7 separate regions of the Mus musculus genome follow, and all the other regions are linked to region 5. The links are chromatin contacts, called in public HiCAR-type, HiChIP or PLAC-seq and promoter capture Hi-C maps. All regions are on one chromosome and are shown on one strand. The core of a region is the stretch at or near the end of the contact, and the rest is flanking DNA. Distances in the headings are between cores, read along the strand shown. Region 1 overlaps Tead1 (TEA domain family member 1). Region 2 overlaps Tead1 (TEA domain family member 1). Region 3 overlaps Tead1 (TEA domain family member 1). Region 4 overlaps Tead1 (TEA domain family member 1). Region 5 holds the start of Parva (parvin, alpha). Region 6 overlaps Tead1 (TEA domain family member 1). Region 7 overlaps Tead1 (TEA domain family member 1).

Region 1 (3,313 bases), core at 759-3,258, 470 kb after region 5:
TGGCACCGTGCCACACAGACATTGCGCTCTGAAGCCCTGCTTTAATCTTGATTCCTGGGACTAGAATTTTCTAGGGCCTCCCATTTGCTCCAAAATACAACTTTCCCTTTTTTTTTTAGCCCTCCACAGCCTGAGCTGTGTCTGAGTACCTCCTCATCTCCTGTTCCTGCATGAGCTCCTGAGTTGGGAAGACTTCCTTTCACTGTGCATCTAAGACCTCCCATCATCCCTTGCTGTGATGCTTACTCTTTGACTACATAGCCTTTCCGCTGTGATCGGCTCCCACATTAGCTGGTAGCCAGGTGCTGCCTCACATCGTGTAGGCCATTCATAAGAATGTGTTACATGAGTAGCTGTGATGTAACATCTTTGTAGGGTGGTCATTAGTAGGAAGCCTTTCTGCCCTGGATGTGGTAATCATCTTTGTAGCAGTGACGAGTCAGCTGCAGGGACTTGTGTTTTCATTGTTCATTCATTTTTGTTTTGTTTTTGAGTCTCTCGCGAGATTGGCAGAGTGCACAGTTATTTCAAGCTCTACTTTCTGTACATTTTAGAAACTTTAGAATTTTCATTACAAGGGTACATACCTGTTTCAGTTCTGAATGCAAGCAAGTCAGGCTGAATGCTTCCTGGTAGCATGTCTCTCAAGGGAAGACTTCCCAGGTGTGTACCAACCACCGCAGGGCTCAGTGGGTACGGTGCTTGTCTAGCATGCATGAGGCCCTGGCTGGGTTCAACCCTTGGGATCTGGGAACTGAATATGGTAGGTAGCACATTCCTGTAAGAACTTAAGAGGTGGAGACTGGAGTTTAAAGTCATCTTTGGCTACCTAGCAACTGGAGCCCCTCCCGGGAAGGAAGTGGCTTCCCATCAAGCTGGTATTGGTAGAGAGGCAGCTCTCTCTTCCCCACTGCTTAGCTGCTCGATGGCTTACCAACCTGGCCCTTTGCCACAGTGAGCCTAGGATGAGAAAATAACCTGCCCCTGCTTCCTTCCTACAGGCGGACTTAAACTGCAATATCCAAGACGACGCCGGGGCCTTTTATGGTGTGAGCAGTCAGTATGAGAGTTCTGAGAACATGACAGTTACCTGTTCCACCAAAGTGTGCTCCTTTGGGAAACAAGTAGTAGAAAAAGTAGAGGTAAGTTGGCCTAGTTGAGAAAGTCGTCTGGGTAGCCTGTGGCTCTGCAGTTGGCAAGGGCCTTGGCAGGCCTCCTGTCTCCCCCATGTATACCTTTTCCTGGTTGCATGGTAAAGATCATAAAGGTAAAGGTAAAAGTGCTTGGGCAGCCGCTGAGTTCAGGCTGGATGCTCTGTGCTAGCCTAGCCGCCTCTGAGGGAAGGCCCGCCCAGCTGGCCAGTACTGGTCTCTCTGGTGAGAGCCCCCCTAGGGGTTCTGGCAGGGCTTCTGGACCAGGATGCTTCTCCACTTCCTAGCCGCAGGCATTGTGGGTAATGATACAGGTAGCAGTAACCCCCCCCCCTTTCTGAAACCTGATACCTTGTGTTTGATACTGTTGCTTTTGGGGGGGCGGGGTAGGTAGGGATTTTTGTTTTTTTGGTTGGTTGGTTTTTATTTTGTTTTATTTTGTTTTTACTGTTTTCATTTTAACTGTTTCTAGTTTAAATTTCAGTCTATGCCTGTAGTCCCAGCACTTGGGAGGGTGAGACAGGAGCCTCCTGAGTTCTAGGCCAGCCTGGGCTACTCACTAGAGTCCTGTCTCACAACAGATAACAGAAAAGCAAGGCATTCCATCCTGTGTTAGGAAATACCCACATTCAGCTTGCAAAGTCTTACAAACCTGTTTGTCTTAACAGGGTTAGTTGCTTTTGTAGGTGGCAGTCTGGTCACCTGCCTGATTCTCCAGTGTCTTCTGCCTCACTGCCACCACCTGAAGAATGAGGTTTTATTTGCTGCAGTTCTGGACTCTCTGTCCAGGAACCTAACTTGCCTGTGGCGAGACTCCACCTTCCCAGTCAAGCCTAGAGCATGCCCGGCAGGAAAGGGAGGGTTTAAGAGCTTAGGCAGAGCTCTGGGGGTGCAGGCTGCCTTGCAGCCTCCTGAGCACAGCCATGCAAGACTGAAGTTAAAATGGCAGGAAGGATACGGGTGGGTTGAGTTGATGGTGAATTTAACAGGGGTCATGCGCTCTCCTGAAATGGCTTCCGAGGGACTCCAGTAAGAGGTTTTAAATAGAATTTAGTAACTGCATATTAAAGCTTAAAGAGGAGGGAGAGCCAGAGGTCACACTCTTTATGCCTGCCAGCAGCAGTAACCAACAGTACCTTTCCAAGGGACAAATAGGGGATAATTAGAGATACTAGAGTAGACTTAAGAGACATCAGTTGGGAATCCTGAGCACTAAGGATAGTTTAAATTGGAGTGTGGGGTTTGGCTGCCCTGACAAACTAGCAGGAGCACAAAGTTAGGATTAAAAGAGGGATGGGGGGAGGGCGGGGACTGCAGGATGGCTCAGCGGGTAAGGTACTTGCTGATAAGCCTAATATTCTGAGTTCAATTTCTGGTGCCCACATGGTGGAAAGGAGAGAAAGAACCAAATCCTGCCTCCACACACATGCAGTGACATACATGCACTATGTACAAAGTACAAGTGCAAATAGATATACTTGTTAAGTAGTTAGTTTTTCCAGCTGAATTTTCTCTGTAACATTCCAGTTAATCCTTGGAGCTTCTGGGCTCTGATTTTATAACTAGGTTCTGGGGTCAGATGCTACAAGTTGTTCTTACTATTCTTTTTCTGTCTTTGCTAAGCTAGGGGCCAGCCTTCCTATTTCCAAAGGATGTGCACTTTATTTAATGTAAAGAAAAATAGATGGTGTAAACACTATAGTTATATTTAAAATGATATGTTATTAATATAAATTTATTTGTATTTCTGTCTTATATTTTGATAGAATTGTGTGGTTTTTATCTTATCTGTTTGCTCCTTGTTGAATTCTGAATATTTTATGATTTGCATTGGATTCATATTTCTAGAGTCTAGTTTCTAGAATAGTTGGGCTTTGGGTTTGGGAACCTGATTTAAAGATCTATACCAAAGGTCTTTCTACAGACCTGTGCACGGGTGGTGCGTGTCTTTAGTCCCAGTAAGTCAAGGCCAGCCTAGTCTAAGTAGCTAGTTCTAGGCTGTCAAGGGCGGCATAGAGAGATCTGTCTTGAAAGAAGACCTGTCTTCAGAATCCAACATGGCAGATTCTCCAGTTTAACCGCAGTGGTTCCTCCCTTAAGGTTTTTGAGTTCTCTGTGTATTAAGGTATAGTGGTCACTCTGTGGCCTCCACTCACTGTGCT
Region 2 (3,300 bases), core at 553-3,052, 320 kb after region 5:
GGCCGGGCAAAGATGAGTTGAGCCTGTGTATTTTTCTCATCCTCCTGTAAGTGGCCAGGCACACTGACCAAGCAAAGAGAGCGGGGATAATAATGAGAGCTTTTATGGTAAACACCAGGATTCTTACAGAACTTCGAGCTGGTTGATATATGCATGGTGTGCAGAGCTCCGCATGGAGTGTCTTGATTGTGACTGTGGGGGCAGGTAGATGGGATCCTGTGTTAGGGAACTAGGCTTGGGTTGTAGAATGGAATTGTTGCTAATGGGTCCTCTGGAGCACCTCACTGATTTAACCGGGAGAGGGGCTGTATCTTACAAGCTAAGAAAAAAAGAAAAGAAAAAAGCCAAAACCAGAAATCCCATCATTTCTGCCTGTCTGCATGTCTACTGCTGTTGTGGCTTGCTTGTACTAAAATATTCTTTATAAAAAATAATCTTTCTTATTTTGAGCATTTCCAGTAGTTCCTTATTTAGAATATTGCTGTGTTGTAGAATACTCGTTATCCCTTTGTTTTAACATAAAACATAAACCAGCTACAAAGCCATGTGACTTTTGGGGGTCCTTCCCCCCATCAAAAGTTAAAAGGAAATCTTGGAGCCAGGCAGTACATGCTCATGATCCCAGTACTCAGAAGGTAGAGACTTAGTAACCAGGAGTTCAAGGCCAGTCTTGACTACATAATATGTACAACCAAAGGCTCTCCTAAGCTGCATGAGGACCCCAAGAATATGAAGAAAGCTAAACCCAAAAACGAAATCCAAAACTTAGGGTTCCTTTTTTTAAAATCTTAGACACTGAGAGTGTGATCTGTTCACGCCCCCATTTTGGGAGTCTCCCATGCTTATTGGAGTTAGCTCAGCCTTCCTGGTATTCCCAGTTTCTTTCCCACTTGTGGGGTTTCAGTGGTAGACTTAATCTGCCCAATGGATGGCCTGGTCTTGAGGGTTACCTGCCTGGTCCAAAGGAGAGACTTGGTGCTGGGTCCACACCCACCCACTTATAAAACAGTTTCCAGGAGCCAATTAAAGAGGCCGTGTGGGGAGCAAACTGAGATGAAAGAGTGATGGATGGAGAATCAATAATGTGCGAACTCTGAGGAGTGATTGAAGTTCACTTTATTTGAAATGGCCAGGCTGGGCCAGACCACATCAAGCTGGCTGTGCACCTGTGCGCACGAGGGCAGCGGCACGGGAGTGAACTTTGAATTCATTTTAGAAAGGAACAGAACAGCGAATAAATGCCTTTTTACTAGCATTTTCTTTCTTGAAGGCCTGCCTCTCCTCCTGCAGACCTAATTAGCTTTGTGGTGCTGGAATTTGGTTTTGAGAACATTACATTAAAGCTGAGCAGCATCAGGGATTTGTAGAGTTGGCAATCCTTGTACAAACCTTTGACTCAAATCTGACTTTCATGTATGCTGTTGAAAGAAAACCGTCTCTCCAGCTTGCCCCTGAAACAGTTTTCAAAAGCACCTTCCAAATGGTCAAGTATCACAGAGATGGAGTTCCTCTGGCTTCTGAGGGAGGGAGTTAGAGATTGTGAGGTCCACAGTGGAGATGTGGAGAAGGCAGGTAGGAATTCTGCAGTCTCTCTCTCACCGTGGGGATTCTTTCCTACACTCACTCTAACGCCTGCCTCCTTTCCTCCCCGGCTCCTTTCTCACCTCCTGAACACTTCCCTCCCGCACTTGGCAGGGGTGTCGACTGGCCTGCTGTTATTTTTGTAGTAACCTGATACTTAGAGCAGCCCCCTGGCCTCGGGACTCAGACTGAGTTGAAAATGGTGCTTGGGTCCGTGCTGTTGCAGTCACCCAGGCAGAGCAGCTGCCTTGGGGGAGGGGCCGGGTCACTAGCGAGGACTTCAGATCACTGCTTAGCGGGGCCCTACTGGGATAGGAGGTGGGGGCTCAGCCTTGAAGCCAAGACTGGAAGGATTAGTTATTGAATACAGTTGGGGTTTGGGGAAATGAGGAATATTTTTAAGTCAGCAAGTTACTGCTTTTGTTCTGTGGGTCTAGTCTAGGTAGGGTATGCCTGAATCAATCCTTGAAATTTGTTTGGTGAGGAGAGATTTTGTGTGCACCACATACTCCCCTGCCCCTCCCACCTCACCCCCACCCTCTACCCCCTACCCCCTACTCCTTGTCTCAGTGTTCAGCCCAAGCAGGCCGGGAAGTGCAGTCCAGCCTCTTCCTCTTGAGTTCTAGGATTACAAGCTAGTACCACCAAGCCTGGCTTGGTTTCTTAAAAGTCATAAAAAAGAATTAATGCCTGATGTTTAAATAAATTGGATGGTTATTTACTGAATTGTGTTAGGTGCTAGGAGGGGTGCAAAACTGAATGGAAAATAGTTCCTGCCTCTGAAAATTGGTTATACAGAGGTGACACATATTTAAGCTGTAATTATCAAATATTGTTATATGCGTTTATTCAGTAGTTGCTTGAGAATCCTGCAGCAAAGTCAAGATGCATGAACACTCAGGTGGGTGGCTCACACCTGTAATCCCAGCACTGAGGGGGCAGAGGCAGGCAGATCTCTGAGTTTGAAGCCAGGATGGTCAGCATAGCCCACTCCAGGTCCTGCAGTGCTATAAACTGAGTCTCTAAAAAGAAAAAAGTGTGTTCACACTAGTCTGTATGCATCAAGCTAAAGCAGTGCACAGCTGCCTGTTGATGGCAGAGACGTACAATTTATTAAGGATTTATAATAATCCTTATGATAGGATTGTTTATTTATGCCATCTCACTTATTCTTTACCATGGTGATAATATTTTAACTTTGAAGAAAAAGCTAGAGGACAGTTAGTTGTTAAGTGCAGAATTAAAAGTTCACATAGACTATGTGTTCACTGAGTAATTCATTGTCACAGAGAGAGACAATAGTCACTCTCTGCTGTGTTTTTGGTTAGCTCATGCTTTAGTTGCCTTTGCTGGCCTTCTAGCATAGCACCCTAGAGAGGTGAGGCTTGAGTCACCACACTGTCACTCTCAAACTCTCTTTAGGGACCAGGGGAATATGCTGGAACAATGAAGACAAAGTTGGGTGAGCAGTTATTGGAGCTGAGTAACTGCCCCTTCCCCCAGCAAAATTAGTTCACACCTTTGGCTGTTCAAACAAGCCACCTGTGTAAACTGTCTCCCCAAGTTGTCTCTCTCATGCATTTGTAAATTTGGAATGCTTAAGAAATACACCCCATTGTTATTCCTGAGACAATGTAGGAGTTTTCCTGGTCTCAGACCACACTGAAAATGCTTTTGATTTAAAAACTGGCTTCACATTGATAAAATAATCTTATCCTT
Region 3 (3,660 bases), core at 47-2,546, 340 kb after region 5:
TGGATTCTCTGTGAAGTCAGTCAAAGTCATAGCCCAGTGAAACACCTGGCGAGTCTTCCTTGAGGATTTCATTCCTCCATCTCTGAGCATTTCTGAGTTCTCTGGGTTGTCACTAGTCTCGAAACACTGGAAGAGGCAAGGTCAAGTGATTTATTTTGGTAATGAGATTTTCATCATGGTTGGCAGGAGAGTAAACGGAGAGTTGTTTATGATAAGCTTTTGTCCCTTGGAAGAGAAATGGCTTAATTTTCTGTTACCTTGGACGTTGGGCAGCTGAGACTGTGTAGCCGTCCGCCTGCCTGCCTCTGTGTGCCTGGACATTTTCTGTGTTCCCTGATGTACAATGCTTGCTCTTGGCTGCTGCCTCTGACTTTGCTCTTAAGATGCACAGGCCTTCCTCTTTCCTCTTTCATTCCTTAGCCCATTTTTGCATAGCTGTGTGTTTCTTTTTCTGGGAGGTAGAGAGGGAGGAGGGATGGGAGGGAAGTGTTTAAGGAGCATGCTTTTCTGAAGCTGGATTTTAGGGGAGTACACCACAGCTGAAAACAAGACTTTACCCCCAAACAAACAAAAATAACCCAAACTGTGATCTATGGGAATACCTGCGTCTGTTCCCTCTGTAACTGAAGACACAGTCTGGCAGTGTGGTCACATGTCCTTGGAATCCTTCAAGAGTTGGGACAGAAACCAGTTTGCAGTGATTGTGTGCCCTAGAGGCAGACAGGTGCAGCACTTAGCAGTTTAGACTGTGTAATTAATATGAATCCTGGCCTGGCACTTTTAGGTCTCAGGCTTTGGGCAAGTTGCCTTAGTTCTCTTGTGTTTCAAAGCCTGAAGCGCAAAGGAGGGTGCTAAATAGACCCAACTTCAGAGGATTGTCACAAAAATTAACTGAAGTCATTATTATGTGGGGTTGCCCACTGTGTTTGAATAGCATCTTGCATACAGTTGGGTGCTAAGTAAGTGTTTGTGAACTGAGAACAAAGCAGGAGTGTGTCTGCCTTTGCTGACTAAAGGCTCTGTATGTTATATGCAGCTGACATTCCCGAGAGCTCTCTGAGGTGCTATGGTAAAGGGGTTGGATGAGAGGGACAGCATAAGTCTGAGAATAAGATGGCTGGAAGGTGAAGGTCTAGGTCTGTCTAACTCCAAAGCCAGGGCCACCCCCACTGTGCTTTCTGTCCTTCCTTGGTAGAGGCCATTGCACATCAACCCAGCAAATCACTGTTGAGCGCCAAGCTGTATGCCAGCCTCATGCTTGGGATTGCCAGGATGAGAGCTGGGGACCAGACAGACACAGTCATGTCCCTGCCCTCACAGAGCTGTCACAAGTTCACTTGCTGGCCACTGACCTGAGGTCAGGGCTGCCTGCCAAAGATTTCTGGGAAGTCTGAGGACGCTTTGAAGATGGTCACCTTCCACTTAGCCTTTTGAAGCCTGTTCTTGGCTACCAAAGTCCAGGACACCTGGCCTGCTGCTGGCAGGAAGAGAGCACAGCAGGGAGGGTCCAGATCACAAGGCTGGCCCTAGTGCTGGCCAGAAAGACGTCTGGAAGGTTCTAGTGTCCTAGGTCGCTGCAGGCTGACTGGGCACAGCCATTGGTAGGCAGTGGCTTCTCCTGAGCCCAGATGCCTGTACCCTTCTTCTTGAGAAGAGCTGGGTGGCAAGCAGGGTACCCTACCTCCAGTTGTGTTTGGTTAATTTTTCCTGTGGTGCTGGGGATTGAGCCCAGGATTTCATGTATGCAAGACCAAGGATTCTGTTAAGTGATCTACTGGGGGAGGGGGGCATTGTTTCTTGTTGGGATGCTAGACCTACTACTGGTCAGTCCTGGAGAGCAAGCTAGTTCAGGAAGTCAGGGAAGATGTATGTGTGCCTCTACCCCATTCCTGACCTATGCCTTGCCAGTCACACACATGCTATGGGATTGCCTGCTGGCCTGGTTGGTGTTCAAGAGGAAGGGACTTGCTTAGTGAGTCGGGATATCAGCAGGAGAGGGCACACAACTATGTGCCAATCAAACGTCTTGGTGGCAGGGGGAGGATGCTGTTAGACCCCAGGTGCTGCCCAGCCCTGAGAACCATTTAAGGAGAAACAGGGCTGTCTGTGCTTCCACAGGAAAACAACTCTCGTGGTTCATTTTTGGGATGAAGAAGACTGAGTCTGTGGAGCTCCCAGAGTCCCTTGCATATAAATGACTCCAGTAAACTAGTCACTGGTCACTGGAAAGTGGCTCTCCAGGCCTGAGTTGAACATAACTCTTGCTAGTTCTTCATTTGGGCATCGTATGGAATCTTTGACCTTTTTTTTTTGACCTGCTGTTTCATGCTGATTGGTTAGACTAAACACAGAGCTTTACCGTGGAACAAGCAGGAAACCGGGACTCTCTGTTTCCTGTAGTCTTGTTGTAGGGTCAGACACACTGAAGTAAGTATCTTCAATGCTTGATGCTTATGCTCTGAGAACTTCTTCCATGGGAAGAAATGCTGGGAAAGGGGAAGAGAAGAAAAAAACATTTGCTTATTTTGTTGCATATATGAGGGCAGAGGAGCTCCTGTTGTTTTTTGTTTGTTTTATTTGTTTTGTTTTGTTTTGCAGCTAGTGTTGGCAATTCTTCATCGAAGTATTAGGGAGGCATTCTGATTTGAATAGGGACACAAGGGGAGGGAGCCAGGGTGAGTTCTAGATGAGTAATAGGGGATTTTGACCCAGCTTGGTTCCTGTGAGACTAGCTGGTGTCATCAGTATTATGATTGGGAAGTAATGGGGGGGGGTTGGGGGCAGGCATGCGGAAATTTATTTCCAATGTGTGTGGCTTAGGAAGTGATGAGGGAAGAAAAGGATAAAGAAAAAGCTAAGTCATTCTCAAGTTCTTCTACTTCTTAATGTCTTTGCCGTGACAATGGACAACCAGGATCCAGCAGACTCAGATGTAGATGTCACTGAGGACGGCAGTGTGCTCTGACCATGAGTGGAGAAACATGGGGAGTAAGGAAAATGGATGACCTGTTTGAATTGCCTTAGAATGGTGTTGTCTTGCTTAGTCCTCCTAACAAGCCAATGACAAACTCTAGGCCTCTCCATTTTGCAGCTGAGGAAGCTTGAGGTCACTAGCAAGGTCAAGTTATTTTTTTCAAGGTCACCCAGCAAAGAAGCTGTGAAATAGACATTTACAACCAGGCTGGTCAATTACAACTAAGCATGCAGTGGAAGTATATTTTGTTCTAGAGATACACCAGTTGGGGGGGGGGGGGAGAGAAAATGATGGGGAATTTCCATTTGAGAGTAGGTGAGTTAGCAAGTGAGAATGAGAGACAGGCAATTACCTGCTCTCACTCTGAATTTTGGGGAAAGAATCACTTAATGATTTTCTTTGGATTATAGACCTCTTCCTGGCCAGAGATGGTGAAGGCATATTTCTAGATAGTCGCAGGGTTATAGCCGATAACTTCACACAAATTAGCCTTGTTCATCTGTAGACGTCGACAGGAGACTTCACATGACTTGTGGAGCCTTAATTCAGAATGGTGGGATGAAGGGGTGGGTTCCTTACTTTGAAATAGCATGATTCAGCAGGAAAATGAGTGTGCCAGTTGGGCACCTGCTACAAACGCTGCCATGTAGCTTGGTACTGTGTGGTGGAGGGCACACACACCATAC
Region 4 (3,618 bases), core at 606-3,105, 360 kb after region 5:
ATAAAAACGATGGTCCCTTCCACCTGGAATCTCATGTGTAGTAGATACGCTAGACAGCAGATGTAGGTGAGAATTTTTTTTTTGTTTGTTTGTTTTGAAAGGGGAAACTAAGCAGATGATGCAATGATTTTGTTCCTATTATTATTATTATTATTATTATTATTAGACCTAATTTGATTTTTTAAAAAAATCTTTTCCTAGGGTTTTCTTGAACTGTGTGACCTGGGAAGCCCCAGGAGAGTCACCCATGGTGGTCATCGATAGGGAAGCTCTTCAGGTTGAGAGCTGGTTTTGGTTTTCAGAGGAGATAGATGGTCAGTGGGTGATTTGTGGCTGGAGTGTAGGGGATCATTTTTCTCCCTCCTGAGCCAGGCATCTCTGCCCAGAAAGGTCTGCAGTCATCCGTGTCGATGTGAGGAGTCAGAGCCTGCCTTTCCAGCTAGGGTCACTGCTCTCTCTGTTTGTGATCTCAGACTTCAGTTATTTCAGCGTAGATTCTTCACATGTGTAGCGATGGCATCTCCATGGGCACTTTGGACAGACGGGCAGATGAACAAGCTTTTGAACGGGAACAGTTCTCATACCAGCAGAGGTGGGTGGTGGGAGACAGCCAAGCCAAGGAATTAGGTGTCAGAGGGAGTGGAGAATAACAGAGCCTAATATATTGCCTGTTCTCCAGCTTTCCTGCCTTTCCCCCATACTGGTCCCTCTTGTATTTGCAGGTTGGGATACAAGTTTCAGGGTGGATGTGCATGGTGGTACCAAAAGTAAGAGTGCCCCAACAACCCTGGTTTTCTCCTCTAGGAAAACTTGGTCTCCACCTCTGAGCACGTGCTCTTCTTAGGAAGTGAGTCTCACTAAGTCTTAAGTAGCTCAGGTCAGTAGGCAGTCTAGGCTGGCTTTAAACTCTTTTGGTTTTTCAAGACAGGGTTTCTCTTTGTAGCCCTGGCTGTCCTGGAACTCACTTTGTAGACCAGGCTGGCCTCGAACTCAGAAATCCACCTGCCTCCGCCTCCTGAGTGCTGGGATTAAAGGCATGTGCCACCACGCCCGGCTGGCTTTAAACTCTTAATCCTCCTGCTTCAGCCTCCCAGGTTACGGGTATGCACAACCGTGCCTGACTTTTCCCAGTTACTTGTTCTCTTGGGGGGTGGGGGCGGGGAGAGCGCCCCCCACAGCGCTTGTTCTCTCGGGGGGTGGGGGCGGGGAGAGCGCCCACCACAGCGCGTGGGTGGAGGGTGGCTTGTGGGAGTCAGTTCTCTCTCCGGCTTTGGGAGATTGAGATCAGTTGTCAGGCTTGACAAGAGCCTTCACCACTGAGCTATCTTACCAGCTCCTTTTCATCGAGTTTTAAGGGTCCTATGTCAGGACACTGACGCTGGCCTTTGAATCTCTTGTGAGTTGGGGTCGGGTTTTTGTGTTCCCTGCATTAGCGTACCATGTCTGCCACAACTTTCATGGCTGGTAAGTTCTGTTGAATGTGTGGATGGATGGATGGATGGATGGATGGATGGGGACAGTCTGGAAGGAGTGGAGGAAACAGATTGAAATGAGATGAGGTGAGATGCCCCTGGGCACTGGCTGATGAAATTTAACCCAGGTAGGGAGGGGCTTGGGCTGCAAGCCTTATTTAAAAACTGCCTGCTGCAGAACAAGTTAACTCCTTGTTTTCACAAGAACAGACCCAGTTCATACCAGCAACCAAGCCCAAGTGTGACAGGTCCAGTGCCCACCGTTCAAACCATGGGCATTGGACACGGTCGTTTGTATTGTGGGCAGAGAGAGTCACGTGTCCCTATTGAAAAATCCCTATTTCCTTTTCCTGGGGAATTAAAGTCTCCAGCAGCTTTATGCCATTGTAAAGGAAAGCAGTTAATAAATGGAGGCTGTGGTAAACAGCTGTGGTCTCTTGACTGCTTGCTATAGACTAGGGACTGGAGCAAGCGGCCAGCTAGCTCAGTAGCTCTGAAACTGGTATCTTTTGCAAATGGGAAAGCCAGAGCTCAAAGGGGCCAGTATTGCAAAAGACCATGCCGCAAGGACCTGGGTGTGATCCAGCATGTCTGCTTTGACAGCTCGTGCACTTTGCTGGATGTCAGCCATGCCAGAAAACCATCAGCCTTTTCTAAGGTTGTTTATGAACACCCCAGAATCCAGCTGAGAATTCTCTTATTGTGTCTCTGAGAATCATGGCCTGCTTAATCCCTATTCTGCCTCTGGTAATGAAGGTAGATGCTCCAGGTCGAATTGATCTGAAATTCTTAAGAGTGAAGAGGAGTGTTTGATGTGTTCTCGGAGGCAAAGCTTACTGGACATTTATTTAATGCAGATATGTTTCATGTAACCTGGCACAAACAACTTGGGTCTCAGTGGAGGCATCAGAGTCTTTCCAAGACGAGGTTGTCACTAGCAGCTAATGCTGCTTCAGTGTTGATGTTGGTAAAGGACTGTAGCTCTGGGGCCAGCCCTTCAGAATAGCATTGCCGCCTCAGGATCAGCCCAGTCAGCTTGGGATGGCGACCGAGGAGGAAAGAGCCCGCGATAGATAGACACATTTCAGTTGCACTCTTGTGCATGTTTATTGAGTTAGTTATTATTGCATAATGTTGGAGCCAAAGAGTATGGTGTGATTATAGGTTTTATTGTTGGGTCTTGAGCTATATCCAGACATCGTTTTCCATAGGGAACTTGAATCCCAAAAGAGGAGAGATTATGCCTTTGTTTTGAAATAACTTTTTTTGGGGGGGGGTCTGTAGTAAAGCATGAAAAGTTGAACTTATCATTTACAGATTGGGGTGCAGGCACGCTGAGATGCTGCCTCAGGGCGTTAAGTGCTTGCTGTACAAGCATGGGAACACCAGTGCTGGGGTGTAGAGACAGGTGGATTCGGTAGCTCTCAGGCCAGACAGTCAGGCCTATTAGTGTGGTCCATATTCAATAAAAGACCCTGTCTCAAAAAATAAGGCGGAAAGCACCTCCTGTAGATTTGTGGCCTCATGCATGCATATTAGAAACACACGCCTACATACAAATTACTCATTCTCTTGCATTTATCTCCATGATAGAATGCATGCTTAGCATGTATGTGCAAAGCTCTGGGTATAACCCCAGGACCCCAAACAAAAAAAGTTCTTCTGCTCAGCCCTCCATCCAAACCATTCCCCATTGTCTCCACTCAGCAATGGAGATAACTGTTCAGGAAAGGGCCAGGCTTTTTGTTGCTACTCTGCAATCTGCCATTTTACTGTGTAGCTTGCTTCCCTGACAGGTACTGGTGGCCAGGTGCCGTTAATCCAGGTCAAGATGAAGAAAATGTACTTTTGTCAATTCCCCAGGCATCTAGCCGACCAGCCGGGTCTCAGGTATTCCAGATATGAGCGACGTGCTGTTGCGCAAGCTCCATGCATTGCTAGCTAGGAGATACAGAGGCCTGCCTGCCCTGAGCCCTTTGTTCTCCTGCTTGAAAGCAGTTAATTAGCAACTGTCTCCATAGCAACTACCTCATAGTCCAAAAACATTGTCTAGTTTTTCAGTTTAGCTTATCACACTGTTTACCTGAAGGGCTTTTCAGTGCTCTGAGTCTCATTTGAGTTGGCACCATGCCTATTGGGGAAGTGA
Region 5 (3,665 bases), core at 327-2,826:
TGGCCTATTGGCAAGTCCGAGAGGCATCTTCTTGATTAATGATTGCTATGGAAGGGCCCAGCTCACTATGCATGGTGCCACCCCTGGGCAGGTGGTCCTGTGTTGTATAATAAAGCAAACTGAGGAATCCAGGAGAGGCAAGGCAGTAAGCAGTATTTCTCCATGGTCTCTGCTTCCGATTTCTGCCTCCAGACTCCTGCCTTGACTTCCCTCCGTGATGGACTGCTACCTTACAGGTAAAATAAACCCTCTCCTCTCTAGGTTGCTTCCGGTTCTGGGATTTATCAGAACAATAGGAAGGAAGTTAAGACACACATTCTCATCACCAACATGCATGTCACTCATCAACACGTGCCTCTGGCTGAGAACAGACACTGCTGCCTAGCTGGGCACTAGATCACAACCTAGTGCCCAACTGCTGGACCGATTTCTCCAGCTCAGTTCAAAATCTTGCTCCCTCTGAGTCAGAGGTTCAGTCAGATTCCATCAGTGTGTGTAGTGTACATGTGGAAAGCCCTCCTCAGAGCAAGACAGCCACCATCTTCATCTAAGCAGATGTGAGAACTTGCGACCTCCCTTCCCACTCGACTCCTGACCTAGAGACCGACCCTGTTTATTGATGTTCCCTTATAGAAGGATGGAGCAGGGACAGTCACTGAATTTTCATCTCAATTCTGGCCACTCCCTCTTGTAACCCTACTAGGTCATTCTGTCCTAATTCCACGTGGTCACTGGAGGTGTTAGAGTAGTAGTCTGTTGAAGATTAGCTGAAGGGGATTCCATTTAGACAGTTAGGGGAAGTCATCCGCCCTGGGGTAGAAATTTGCAGTAGTGCAGCTGCTTTGGGGCCCGCCCACATTCCTGTAGGTGACTCCTTCCCCAGGCTCTGTAAGTCTGATAAACTCATTGGATCCCAAGCTTGATTTCAGGGAAAAGGTAATTTGGTGGTGGTGCTCTGGGAAGGAGACATAGATATTTGTTTATGCCCCATCACGGAAAGAGCTGTGGAAACAGTTATGTAACTCTTCCCGCTGGTGTATGACCAAGGTATCCTGAAAGAATGGGAAAGAGATGGTCAAGCCACAACTTAGGACGAAGAAGCACAGTAAAAGTACGCAGGACTCCTAAACATCTCCAGCATGAATCTTTAAAACTGCCTGGTGTGACTCCAGCGTCAGGTCAAGAGAGTCTGGAACTAATTCTATTGCTCTTGGCTAGATAGATGAGCGTCTGCCGTCGTGGACTTCCAGCTTTGTTTGAGTGTGGACAGGAGAAGGTGGAAGTCCGCAGATTCATGCAGAAGTTGAACGGGAAGTCTGTTGGGACCAGAGCCCATTTTAGATCCTTGACTTCTTTGTGAGACAAAAGTACTAACAGTATAGGAACCCATCCATGCAGGAGGTAGAGCAAGAGACCGCAGCAGCTGGGAAATAGGGTCACAGGGCTGATTCCCTGCGGATTCTGACGCGTGTGTGTGTGTGTGTGTGTGTGTGTGTGTGTGTGTGTGTGTGTATGCAAAGCAGAGAAGTGAAGGCTTCCAAGCTCCAGATAAGACCTCACGTCCCCCTAGCATGCACTTGCCCCTGCGTCTATAGCCCCCAGCAAGCGGCAAGCCAGGGCATCCTCGTAGCCAGGGCAGCCCTGGGCACGGGGGCCCCAGGCGCAGCAGCTCCTCGCAGGGCGGAGGGCGGCGCGAGGGAGGGAGCGAGGGACGGGAAAGGCGAGCGAGCTGCCTCAAATGCCTGGAATAATTCCGCTTCCGTTTGGAAAGCCGCAGCCTCAGTCCCGCCGCCGCCCGCCGCGGCCGCCCAGCTCCAGCTCCGCGTCCAGCCGCCATGGCCACATCCCCACAGAAGTCGCCCTTGGTCCCCAAATCACCCACTCCCAAGTCGCCTCCGTCCCGCAAGAAGGATGACTCGTTCTTGGGGAAACTCGGAGGGACGCTGGCCCGGAGGAAGAAAGCCAAAGAAGGTAGGAACAGCCGAGGCCGTGGGCGCTGCAGGGATCGGGAGCCTGGAAGTGGGAGACCCCCCTGGCAGTGCCTGGGCGCGCCTCTCAGTGTCCCCATGTCGCCTCCAAAGCCCTAACCGGGTCGGTGTCATCTCTGGTCCACAGGCGGAGCCCAGGCTTTGGGTGGCTGTTGTCCCAGAGCCCAGGCCCAGCCGGTCCCCTGTGCTCTCCCCTAGGCCGCTGTCCCCGCCCTCTGCGCGCCCGAGGACTGGCATTTGCCAAGTTTCTGCTGGAAAGTTTTCTCGGGCGCCGTCATTCCCCGCTCTCAGCCTTCATTGGTCTGTTGCGCCGTCGTTTCCTGGGCGCCTTCAGGTCTTTTGCTGCAGCTGCAATGGCCTCCTTGGATCTCTCGCGGGCTCCCTGGACTTGTGTGGACTTTGATGATCTGTATAAAATGTTAGTTGACTGACTGAGAGAAGAACGTGCCGAAGTTGGGGGGGGGGGGATTGAGGAATGGTGAGATAAACTCACTACACCTAAGGACTGTGACCCTGCTGTGAACCTGGACATTCCATTCCAAGTTTTATTTAAAGAAAAAGAAAAGATTTCTTTTTCCCACCACAGTGAATTGCAGCAATCTCATTTTTTGTTTCCAGAATAGTTTCTGTGGAAAGTACTTTTTCCCCCGTAGGCAGAATTTACAACTCACATTTGGGCGTAGGAAATGCAGTGATGATTCTAAAAATCAATGTGGCGATAGGTGTGTGAATAAAAAGGGGTTTAAAATGTTTTCCTCTTTGGCATGGCTGGGATTGGATTTAGAGGGCCTTAGGTCTACTGCGTGAGCACCGCGGTCTTATTCTTTCTCTTTTGAGACTCTTTAGCCTTGTGCTTAGTCTTGTGTAGCCCAGGCAGAACTTTGTGGTCCTCCTGCCTCGGCTTCCAAAGTATTTGGGATTACAGGCCTGCCCAGCTTGGTGTTAATTGATTGTTCTTTTCTGTGGTACTGGGGGTTGATCTTAGGGACTCTGATGTTAAGCAAGTGTTTTACCGACACGGTGTTTCTAGCCCAAGTCTCCAGATCATTTCAGGAGTTTACTTTAGTAGGTCTGAGGTGATGAACTAGGAAATGTCTCATGTTCTTAGTCTCCTGAAGTATGGAAAGCACTTTGGTGTTTAATTAGCAAACTCAGTGCATGAGCTAAGTGTCTGTTGTCTAGATTGTGGCATGAATCTAAAAATCACCTCACCCCCAAGTGGTTGTTGTACCTAGTCCCCCCTTATTTCTAACAGAATGACTCCAGGATGCTCATCGAATGGCCAATACTATGAGCTCTTCTGAGCCTGATATAGTGTGCTTTTCCCTGGACATGTATATGGTAAAGTTTAACCTGTATGTTAGGCACAGTAAGAGGTTAACATGGCTGAGATGGCTAAGTGGGTAAAGGCACGTGCCACTCCAGACTGGGGATTTAGATCCTATGTAAGGTAGAAGAAAAGAGCTGACTCCACAAAGTTGACCTCTGACCTGTGCCAGAATACCCACATACATGCATCATGCACACACAATAATGGTAATAATAACAACAGATAGTACTTAGTATTACAGGCATTGCAGTGCTGAGACAGTCAGGCTGATACTTGAGCCAATAACAAAGATGGCTACTAAGTTACCAAGGCTGCGTATACAATGTGTATCCATAGGATTCCTATCC
Region 6 (3,461 bases), core at 887-3,386, 440 kb after region 5:
GTGCCCTGAGTTTGCCTTTGTGTGCCTGCACGGTACACCAGCCTTCCTTAGCCACACCATCAGCACTGTGCTAGGCATTGTGCCCTGAAAATGTGAGCCCTCCAGGAGAAAGGCTGAGTGACCCCAGTTTGCAGCTGAGCGCTCTGTGAAGCCAGAGAAACAAAGAATGTCCTTACCTGAACTCTTCCTCCTCGATTTAATGACGTCTGTATTGCATACAAAGATAGGATTCCTTGACTTATCAGCAGTGTGAGCCTGTTTCCCGGCTTTGATGTAGGGTCTCTGAGTAGCTATCTTAATTACAATTTGGTGCTGTCTTTAGGCAGATTGAGTGATGCCAAAATGTGTTTTGAACTGGTCTTAAAATGCTATCACAGGAAATAGGACCAGATGGTAGGTAGTGAGGACAAAACCTTGAGGATTAGCCTGCAAGAGGGAGCAGGTACCTGGAACGGGTGAGCACGCTGATGGAATGCAGAAGCGTATCAAGGAGGAGAGGAAGCTCCTAACGCAGTTTCCTGTCGGCCTCAAACTAAACAAGACACTGGCATTGCTGTTAGGACCCAGCCTTGGAGACCTTGAAGCAGTTCACACATGGATGGAAGAATGGGCTGTTTAAAAAGCCAATGGCTTGAGGCATTTCAGGGAAAATCCAAGGAGTAAGTTACTAATATCTAGGGAGGTCTCTAAGTGGACAGTGCCCTCCCACATAGCTCCTTTCAGTGAGAGGATGGACCATTCACAGATCCGCCTGTGGGGGACAGGGGGTGCGATGGGGGTTGGGGGGAGAATTGCTGCAGGGTGCCCAGGCTAGGGATCCTGCAGAGCCGGCATTCTGATCCTCGTTTCTCGGTGGCTAGAGTCTGGAGCTGGGGATCCTGGGCTCGTGTGAGTCATTTGTCCTTGCCTAAGGGATCCCAAATCCTCTCAGGAGACTTCGGCCTCTGACCCAGCTCTTACTGATGTTCCACAGAAGTACCATCAGATAACCTGAGTCCTTCCAGTAAAGCAATCGGGCCAACATAGGCCCAAAGATGATTTAATTTTCTTATCTTTATAGCTCCTTTCAAAAGCTTAAGTTCCCAGATCCAGTTAAATTCCTTTGTCAGACCGCAGTTCTGACGTTGGCTGGTTCTGGAAATGTCATCTGAACAAGTAAAAGCAAACCAGCATGTAGGAGCCTTTGTGTGAGGAGGGTGTAGAGTTGAGGATGGGTACTGAGTCAGCTGAAGGTTCCAGGCCTCAGGCTATGCAGGGGGTGCTAGAGCACTTACCTTGTCTCATTGAGGGGCGTGGCCATCTGGGCCAATCCCTTTCAGATTCTGTTGCAACTCTCTCTTTCACTTGACCTTCACATTGACCCCTGGAGAAGACCCAGCCATATGTGTCATTTTTGTGTTCAGATGGCACACAGACCAGGTCGCACAGCTCATACATAGAAGGTTCCTACCTGTGCATTCTTAGCATCCTTGACACTTAGAATACTTCATCCCAAAGTATATCTGATCCTCCAGGAGGGTGCTGCCGCTTGGTTTGATGGTTGTCTCGGGCTGGGTGGATCTCTTGGGTTTTCCTCTGTGGTCTTCCAGGGGGACCTGAGAGATGGGGTGGCATCCAAGGCTCTGCATGATGGCCAGACGTGGTGTGATCCCTCAGCTCTCGCCATAGTGAAGGATGCTAAGTTGTCCCACACCAGCACACAGCTTCCCATGGCTGCAGCCTGTCTGCTGGGTGGTTTATATTCTCTGAGCTGGTCTGGGAACTCACCCTCTTTCTTCATTAGCCTTTGGGGAAGAGGCAATTGAAAGCATCTGGAAATGCAGGTTTTATAGACATTTCACAGAGACCCAGCCAGGCTCCATCTGCTTTTCTTGGCGGGTCAGCTTCCCTCCCGCTTGCCATCCCAGTGCCTACCCTTCATTCAGCCATGGTGTCTCTTCAGCTGCACTGGGTGGAAAGAGGAAGCAGGAAGGAGGCATCCCGGTATAACACCCTGAAACTACAAGGGATCGAGCAGCTTGTTGGGTTTAAGCTCTGGAGGAAACTGGTTCACCTTCTCTCTGGCAGCCTCATAGAGACCCATGCAATCCCCATCCTCTCCTGGCTGAATCTGCAAGTCACTCTCTTGGCTTGACTCCACACCCACTCCCTGCCATCAAAGGCTGCCCAGGCCACCCTGAACCCTCAGGTTCAGACAGACAGTCCAGGCTGGATCGTGACAGGAAGCAAAGGCAGGTGATTTGTCCTCTCTCTGATTCAGCTTAGACATTAGTATCCTTCGACATGAATTATTTGTCTTGGTTTCTTTAAATTCCTAAGTGGATTATAATTTTTCTCTTGGTATTATTTGACAGCAGTCATTTTTCAAGGTTTTACTAAGTTCTTCAAATACTTGAAATTTTTGGGAGAAGTTTAGGAAAATATCGCCACCTTCAGGTGGTTTGCTGTAGTGCAGCTCTCAGCTCTATCCCAGGGCACAGAGGGTTATTTGTAGTTTTCCCCTCCCCTCCCCTCCCCTCCCCTCCCCTCTCCTCCCCTCCCCTCCCCTCCCCTCCCCTCCCCTCCCCTTCCCTTCCTCCTTCCCTGCCTCTCTTTCTTCTTTCAAAAATGAAGCGGTCACATTGGAATTCCCTAAATAAGATAGATCATCAGTCCTATTGAGGAAAGAAAAAGGGTTGGGGAGAGAAAGGAAAACCTTGAAGCCCCGCTAGCCATTGAGATCTACTGTCTCAAACTGGGTACATCCCCAGCTGCTCCATCTCATTTTGGAGGACAGGCCTTTTATGCTTCCTCAAAAGGAGCCTCCTGGGTTAGAGTCTGCTATCCTAACGGAAATCAGAAGCTTGGTCATGAACCCACCTCAGCTCCAGTAGTGACAGTAAATAACCTCATGACAGTGGGAATCACCCCGATGAACCTGGCACTTCCCGCCCTGCAGTTCTGTTTTAAGCTTTTCTTTCCATTTCGTAGCTGTTTGAGGGAGTGCACCGATGGTCTCTCCTCAAGTCGGGGACTTTTTTTTTTTTTTTAAAGTACACTGTAGCTGTCTTCAGACGTACCAGAAAAGGGCGTCAGATCTCATTATGGGTGGCTGTGAACCACCATGTGGTTGCTGGGATTTGAACTCAGGACCTTCACAAGAGCAGTCGGGTGCTCTTACCCCCTGAGCCATCTCTCCAGCCCAAGTCGGGGACTTTTACAGTCATGGAATAAAGAGTATCCATGACAGACTCTTGGACAGGCCCAGTTGATAATGTAGTTTCCGTGCATTCTCTCACTAGTCACTAGATTCTCATGCAGGGAAGGCACTGCCTTAGAATGGAGGCAGCTGGGGTAGAGAGGCAGAAAGCCCCAGCCAAGAAGTTTCTAGAAAGTGGATGGAATCAGCTGCAAATCCAGACTGAGAACTCAGCCAACTCCAGCGTCCAGGTCTCTTCATTCCTCTATGGTTTCCATAGGCA
Region 7 (3,603 bases), core at 865-3,364, 400 kb after region 5:
AAGATTTATTTATTTATTATATGTAAGTACACTGTAGCTGTCTTCAGACACTCCAGAAGAGGGCGTCAGATCTTGTTACAGATGGTTATGAGCCACCATGTGGTTGCTGGGATTCGAACTCCTGACCTTCGGGAGAGCAGTCGGGTGCTCTTACCCACTGAGCCATCTCACCAGCCCCTCCAGGGGTGTGTTTTGTTTGTTGTTTCAGTTTGTTCTTTCTAAAGCGCACAGGGAAGAATAAGCTCTTTAAAACTCCATGAAATGAAAACTCCATGTATGGAATATTCCATCACTGATAACTCGCCAGCCACAATTGCATGTGTCTCTTTTATGGCACGGAAAAAATTTTATGTTTTTAAACCAGATGTCCCTGTGGCTCACTTTTTTTTTTTTTTTTAAATGTCATTAGAACTGTAGCTGGGATAAATAACCAACTATTGCCTACAAAGCCTAATATTAAGGACTAACCAGCCCCAGTTCCTGTTACATCACTTCCTTTTTATCTTTATAAATTACCTTGTGGCTTAAAAATGACATCTTGGTGGTGGATGGGGGTTCTTTTTATGACTGAATTATTTAAGTTATTTTCTCTGGAGACTCTTGAACTTTAGTAAGCTAGAAAGAACGTAAACGTTTAAAAATGAATATTCTTTCTGTCAATCTCTTGCTCTCCCTCATGGGGCACGATTTGATGTTTGAAAGAGCAGTTTAATTTCAGATTCGGTTAGTTCTGAGTCCTTATTACAAAGCAGATTTTATTCAAATGGTAAAAAATCTTAACATTTTCTCATCTTTAGAGCTGGCCTAAAACACAAAGATTTAAGAGCAATCTCCTTTTGCCCAGTATTAGGAATCTGTGACAAGTAGAGTGACTACTACTTTCCCTTGTCAGTGAGTCCATCCATAAAGCCCACTAGTCACTTTGCACCAACACTTAGCCTGGCTGCTGCCTCCTCTGTCACCACTACCACCATCAGATTGTACAGGCGTAGGGGTTGTGTTTGGGGGTGCAAGAAAGACTATTGTTTCTAGACACCCAAGTATGGCCGCAGACAAACCCGCAGAGCAGCATGTCCGGGAGGGAGCATGTGTCTACTCAGAGCGCCAGATCAACCCCAATAGTTTTTCAGGGATGCTAACCCTCTTGTAACTGCCAAATTGGATTTGTCGCTGAATGAAGTATCAGCTGCTGCGGACAAGGCCATAAAAGCCAGCCGGCTGGCCCCTTTGTAGGCGAGGCTTAGCCAACGATTGATATGTTTTAGCACTTTCAGAATTATTGTGATTAGGAGGAAACCATTCTGAATGAGAGAGAAAAGGGGGAAGGACTTACAGTCACAGCTGGTGAGCAGCGTGTGTTTGCAAAGAGGAAGTCACCATTATGGCTTTCTCCTGGTTCCTGCCCTCAGTGAATAGTGTGAAATCTCGGGAGGAGGAAGTCCTGTCCCTACTAGAGTCTCCTCTGCAGGATCTGGAATGTTTAGGATTTGAGAAGCCTGTGCGTTTAGACATCAAGGTGTGTGCATGTGCGCAATACACAGTGGCTAAATGCACACTGGTCACCACGTGTGAGTGAATTGAGTTAATTAACTGTAGAGCTATCACTAGTAACAATGAATGTCTTATCTTAGATTTCCCACACCTGAGGTTCTATGACGCACTTTTAAAATAAGACTCTTTGTCACCTGTCCTCAGGGTGGCCTTGCAGGTTAAATGGGAAGACACAGTGCCTGGTTTAGGCTGTCCAGGTATCATACAGTGTTTTTAGACCGAATATTTTTAGGTACCACCCGTCCTAGGAACTCTTACCCTGATCGTGCACCAGCCAGGAGGCAGCTCTTGGAGTGGCTCAGAGCTGTGTGGCTTTCCCAGCATTCCCAAATACACATGGATTGGCTGCCTCTCTCGCAGTCCCCGAGGGCACCCCATTCCAGTTCAGAGTTTGCTCAGCAATACAACTCAGGAAAGAGGCCGGCTTGCCAGGTCCCGGGGAGAGCCTTTCCAAGCCTGTGAAAAGCACGAAGCATCCAGCAGCCGAGCCTGCTTACAGCTGGCCCTCCTGGCCCTCTGCTAGCTTTGATCTGCGAATCAGGCCGCACCATGAATGCCCTTATTGTCATGTTCTGTGTACACAGTGTGTGAATTATTGAAAATAGGGAGGCCTGGGCCTCATCTGGTAGAGATTACAGTGCAGGCATGCTGGGCGAAGGTCTGTAATTGAAAATCCCCAGATGCTGTTTATTTGCCCTTTGTCACATGACCTGCAGCAGGAAGATTGTCTGAACAAAACGCTGCCTGCGTGGAGAGTAGAGCCTGCCATCCCCCACCCCAGAGCTTCCACAGGCGCAGTCAGTACACAGCTTAAACACCTGCCCGGAGGATTTTTAAAGGCTTAAAATAGATTCGCTCATAGCATTTAAATAGAAGGCATCTTGCTTGTTGGTTTAAACTGCTTAAGCGGTTGTTGACTTGTGGAACCTTCTATCCACACGAGGGTTTGCTGGATAATTTCACTTTGAGATATCTTTACAAAGCAGAATTCAAGGCTAGAGCCATATAAGGCTATGACGCATGGGCTCTTGAGTGTAGTGGGTGAGCTAGCAGATGTATAGTCCTTCTATCTTTAGAAAACATTATGGATACCCAGCATATGGCCCTGAGTTAGTGAGTTGATTCTTACCTGTTTGACCTGTTGTGAAGAAAAGATGTTTCCTGGAAAGTATTTTCTCAAAGGCCAACTTACCTTTTTGTCAGGTGGATTGGGGCAGATGCTACTTCTAAAAGCTATGAAGGCCACCAGAATTTTAAAAAAAAAAGGAAAGCCAGGTGTCCCAATACAAGCCTCTCAGCCAACTACTCCAGGCTTAAGACTGAGAGATAACTTCATAGACAATTTTCAACACCAGCCTAGGCATCGTGGGGAGGCCCTGTGTCGGCCGGATGGATGGGTAGGTGGGTGGGTGGGTGGATGGATGGCGGATGGGTGAATGGATTCTGAAGATACAAGGTTCTTAGTTTTCTGAGTTTATTACACTCATCCTACCTCTGGTCCTTTGTCTCACCTGCCGCTCAGAGGGGAGGGAAAGTCACAGGTAGTTCAGTATTCCACAGTCTTTCCACCCAGATCCTGTTGTACCTTAAGGACGGGAGCCCTGGCTTTTCCTTCTTCTGCCAGCATGGAGCTCTTTCATGTTCCCCGTGGAGAGAACACATCAGATGACTGCTTCTTCTGCCCCACCGTGCTGCTCTTCAGAGTAAAAGTGTTACAGGAAGAGATGGAAACCAGCATCAGTATGGCGGCCGATCGTAGCCTCTCCTGAGGTGCTGTGAGCCAGGAAGACAGTAGTCTCTGGAATCAGAATATGGCCCCTGCTTTCATGAAGCCCAGAATTTGTCAAGGAAATTGGGCAAATCCGTATACCATATCACCAGGCAGTTCTTGTACAGTATCCAGAGAGTCAGGAACTGGTGATCAAAAGGTCCTTCTAGTGGTCATGATGTCCTAGGCCGTGGTGTCTTAGGAACTTAGACATTATTGTTCAGCAGTTTTGGGTGGACCACAGAGGCAGGAAAGAGTGAAGGCTAGTCATTTTATCCAAAAGG

What was found. Promoter capture Hi-C pulls out the DNA fragments that hold promoters and counts their contacts. HiChIP or PLAC-seq counts read pairs in DNA pulled down with a chosen protein or histone mark. HiCAR-type assays count read pairs that join an accessible place to other places.
Region 1: a promoter capture Hi-C map of embryonic stem cells shows a contact between it and region 5, with 5 times the contacts expected there. The contact joins the enhancer-like site here to the promoter of Parva in region 5. A contact is called at or near these places in 12 of 39 promoter capture datasets (the HPC-7 cell line, HPC-7-derived erythroid cells, cranial neural crest and 7 more), 14 of 115 datasets of contacts at active chromatin or transcription factors (craniofacial prominence, embryonic basal ganglia, embryonic forebrain and 9 more) and 1 of 9 other capture datasets (pancreatic islet).
Region 2: a contact with region 5 is called in an H3K4me3 HiChIP or PLAC-seq map of neural tube, with 4 times the contacts expected there. The contact joins the enhancer-like site here to the promoter of Parva in region 5. A contact is called at or near these places in 3 of 39 promoter capture datasets (cranial neural crest, frontonasal cranial neural crest and liver), 9 of 115 datasets of contacts at active chromatin or transcription factors (cardiomyocytes, craniofacial prominence, embryonic limb bud and 4 more) and 2 of 9 other capture datasets (adipose tissue and embryonic stem cells).
Region 3: a contact with region 5 is called in a promoter capture Hi-C map of liver, with 2.5 times the contacts expected there. The contact joins the enhancer-like site here to the promoter of Parva in region 5. A contact is called at or near these places in 8 of 39 promoter capture datasets (the 3T3-L1 cell line, the HPC-7 cell line, cranial neural crest and 4 more), 9 of 115 datasets of contacts at active chromatin or transcription factors (cardiomyocytes, craniofacial prominence, differentiating embryonic stem cells and 6 more) and 1 of 9 other capture datasets (adipose tissue).
Region 4: a contact with region 5 is called in a promoter capture Hi-C map of liver, with 4 times the contacts expected there. The contact joins the enhancer-like site here to the promoter of Parva in region 5. A contact is called at or near these places in 11 of 39 promoter capture datasets (the 3T3-L1 cell line, cranial neural crest, embryonic stem cells and 4 more), 1 of 15 datasets of contacts at CTCF or cohesin (large pre-B cells), 13 of 115 datasets of contacts at active chromatin or transcription factors (cardiomyocytes, differentiating embryonic stem cells, embryonic basal ganglia and 9 more) and 4 of 9 other capture datasets (adipose tissue, embryonic stem cells, liver and 1 more).
Region 6: a CTCF HiChIP or PLAC-seq map of the NIH/3T3 cell line shows a contact between it and region 5, with 8 read pairs. The contact joins the enhancer-like site here to the promoter of Parva in region 5. A contact is called at or near these places in 18 of 39 promoter capture datasets (the 3T3-L1 cell line, 3T3-L1-derived adipocytes, the C10 cell line and 12 more), 2 of 15 datasets of contacts at CTCF or cohesin (the NIH/3T3 cell line and large pre-B cells), 22 of 115 datasets of contacts at active chromatin or transcription factors (the NIH/3T3 cell line, cardiomyocytes, craniofacial prominence and 16 more) and 3 of 9 other capture datasets (adipose tissue, liver and pancreatic islet).
Region 7: a contact with region 5 is called in a HiCAR-type map of kidney, with 3 times the contacts expected there. The contact joins the enhancer-like site here to the promoter of Parva in region 5. A contact is called at or near these places in 8 of 39 promoter capture datasets (the 3T3-L1 cell line, the C10 cell line, cranial neural crest and 5 more), 1 of 484 Hi-C or Micro-C datasets (uterus), 21 of 115 datasets of contacts at active chromatin or transcription factors (cardiomyocytes, craniofacial prominence, embryonic basal ganglia and 13 more) and 4 of 9 other capture datasets (adipose tissue, embryonic stem cells, liver and 1 more).

The regions. Positions count from the first base shown.
Region 1 is chr7:112,890,718-112,894,030 of GRCm38.p6, forward strand. It overlaps Tead1 (TEA domain family member 1), which reads left to right. Exons shown (of 13, transcript NM_009346.4): 11 at 1,002-1,142. Among named protein-coding and RNA genes, the nearest start is that of Rassf10, 62 kb to the right of the region's middle. Within about 2 kb of position 2,009, at least 11 of the 459 cell types and tissues checked have an H3K27ac peak or open chromatin away from gene starts, as enhancers often do. A contact at or near this core is called in embryonic stem cells and stem cell-derived epiblast-like cells, where this site is marked.
Region 2 is chr7:112,742,084-112,745,383 of GRCm38.p6, forward strand. The region is part of intron 1 of Tead1 (TEA domain family member 1); the gene reads left to right. Among named protein-coding and RNA genes, the nearest start is that of Tead1, 64 kb to the left of the region's middle. Within about 2 kb of position 1,803, at least 114 of the 459 cell types and tissues checked have an H3K27ac peak or open chromatin away from gene starts, as enhancers often do. A contact at or near this core is called in craniofacial prominence, embryonic limb bud, neural tube and 1 more, where this site is marked.
Region 3 is chr7:112,762,350-112,766,009 of GRCm38.p6, forward strand. All of the region lies in intron 2 of Tead1 (TEA domain family member 1), which reads left to right. Among named protein-coding and RNA genes, the nearest start is that of Tead1, 85 kb to the left of the region's middle. Within about 2 kb of position 1,297, at least 36 of the 459 cell types and tissues checked have an H3K27ac peak or open chromatin away from gene starts, as enhancers often do. A contact at or near this core is called in liver and stem cell-derived neural progenitor cells, where this site is marked.
Region 4 is chr7:112,785,021-112,788,638 of GRCm38.p6, forward strand. The region is part of intron 2 of Tead1 (TEA domain family member 1); the gene reads left to right. Among named protein-coding and RNA genes, the nearest start is that of Tead1, 110 kb to the left of the region's middle. Within about 2 kb of position 1,856, at least 22 of the 459 cell types and tissues checked have an H3K27ac peak or open chromatin away from gene starts, as enhancers often do. A contact at or near this core is called in adipose tissue and liver, where this site is marked.
Region 5 is chr7:112,426,130-112,429,794 of GRCm38.p6, forward strand. Parva (parvin, alpha) reads left to right here and starts at 1,577. Exons shown (of 13, transcript NM_020606.5): 1 at 1,577-1,971. The coding sequence starts at 1,836.
Region 6 is chr7:112,866,810-112,870,270 of GRCm38.p6, forward strand. All of the region lies in intron 9 of Tead1 (TEA domain family member 1), which reads left to right. Among named protein-coding and RNA genes, the nearest start is that of Rassf10, 85 kb to the right of the region's middle. Within about 2 kb of position 2,137, at least 59 of the 459 cell types and tissues checked have an H3K27ac peak or open chromatin away from gene starts, as enhancers often do. A contact at or near this core is called in the NIH/3T3 cell line, embryonic limb bud, embryonic stem cells and 5 more, where this site is marked.
Region 7 is chr7:112,824,292-112,827,894 of GRCm38.p6, forward strand. The region is part of intron 2 of Tead1 (TEA domain family member 1); the gene reads left to right. Among named protein-coding and RNA genes, the nearest start is that of Rassf10, 130 kb to the right of the region's middle. Within about 2 kb of position 2,115, at least 183 of the 459 cell types and tissues checked have an H3K27ac peak or open chromatin away from gene starts, as enhancers often do. A contact at or near this core is called in adipose tissue, craniofacial prominence, embryonic basal ganglia and 12 more, where this site is marked.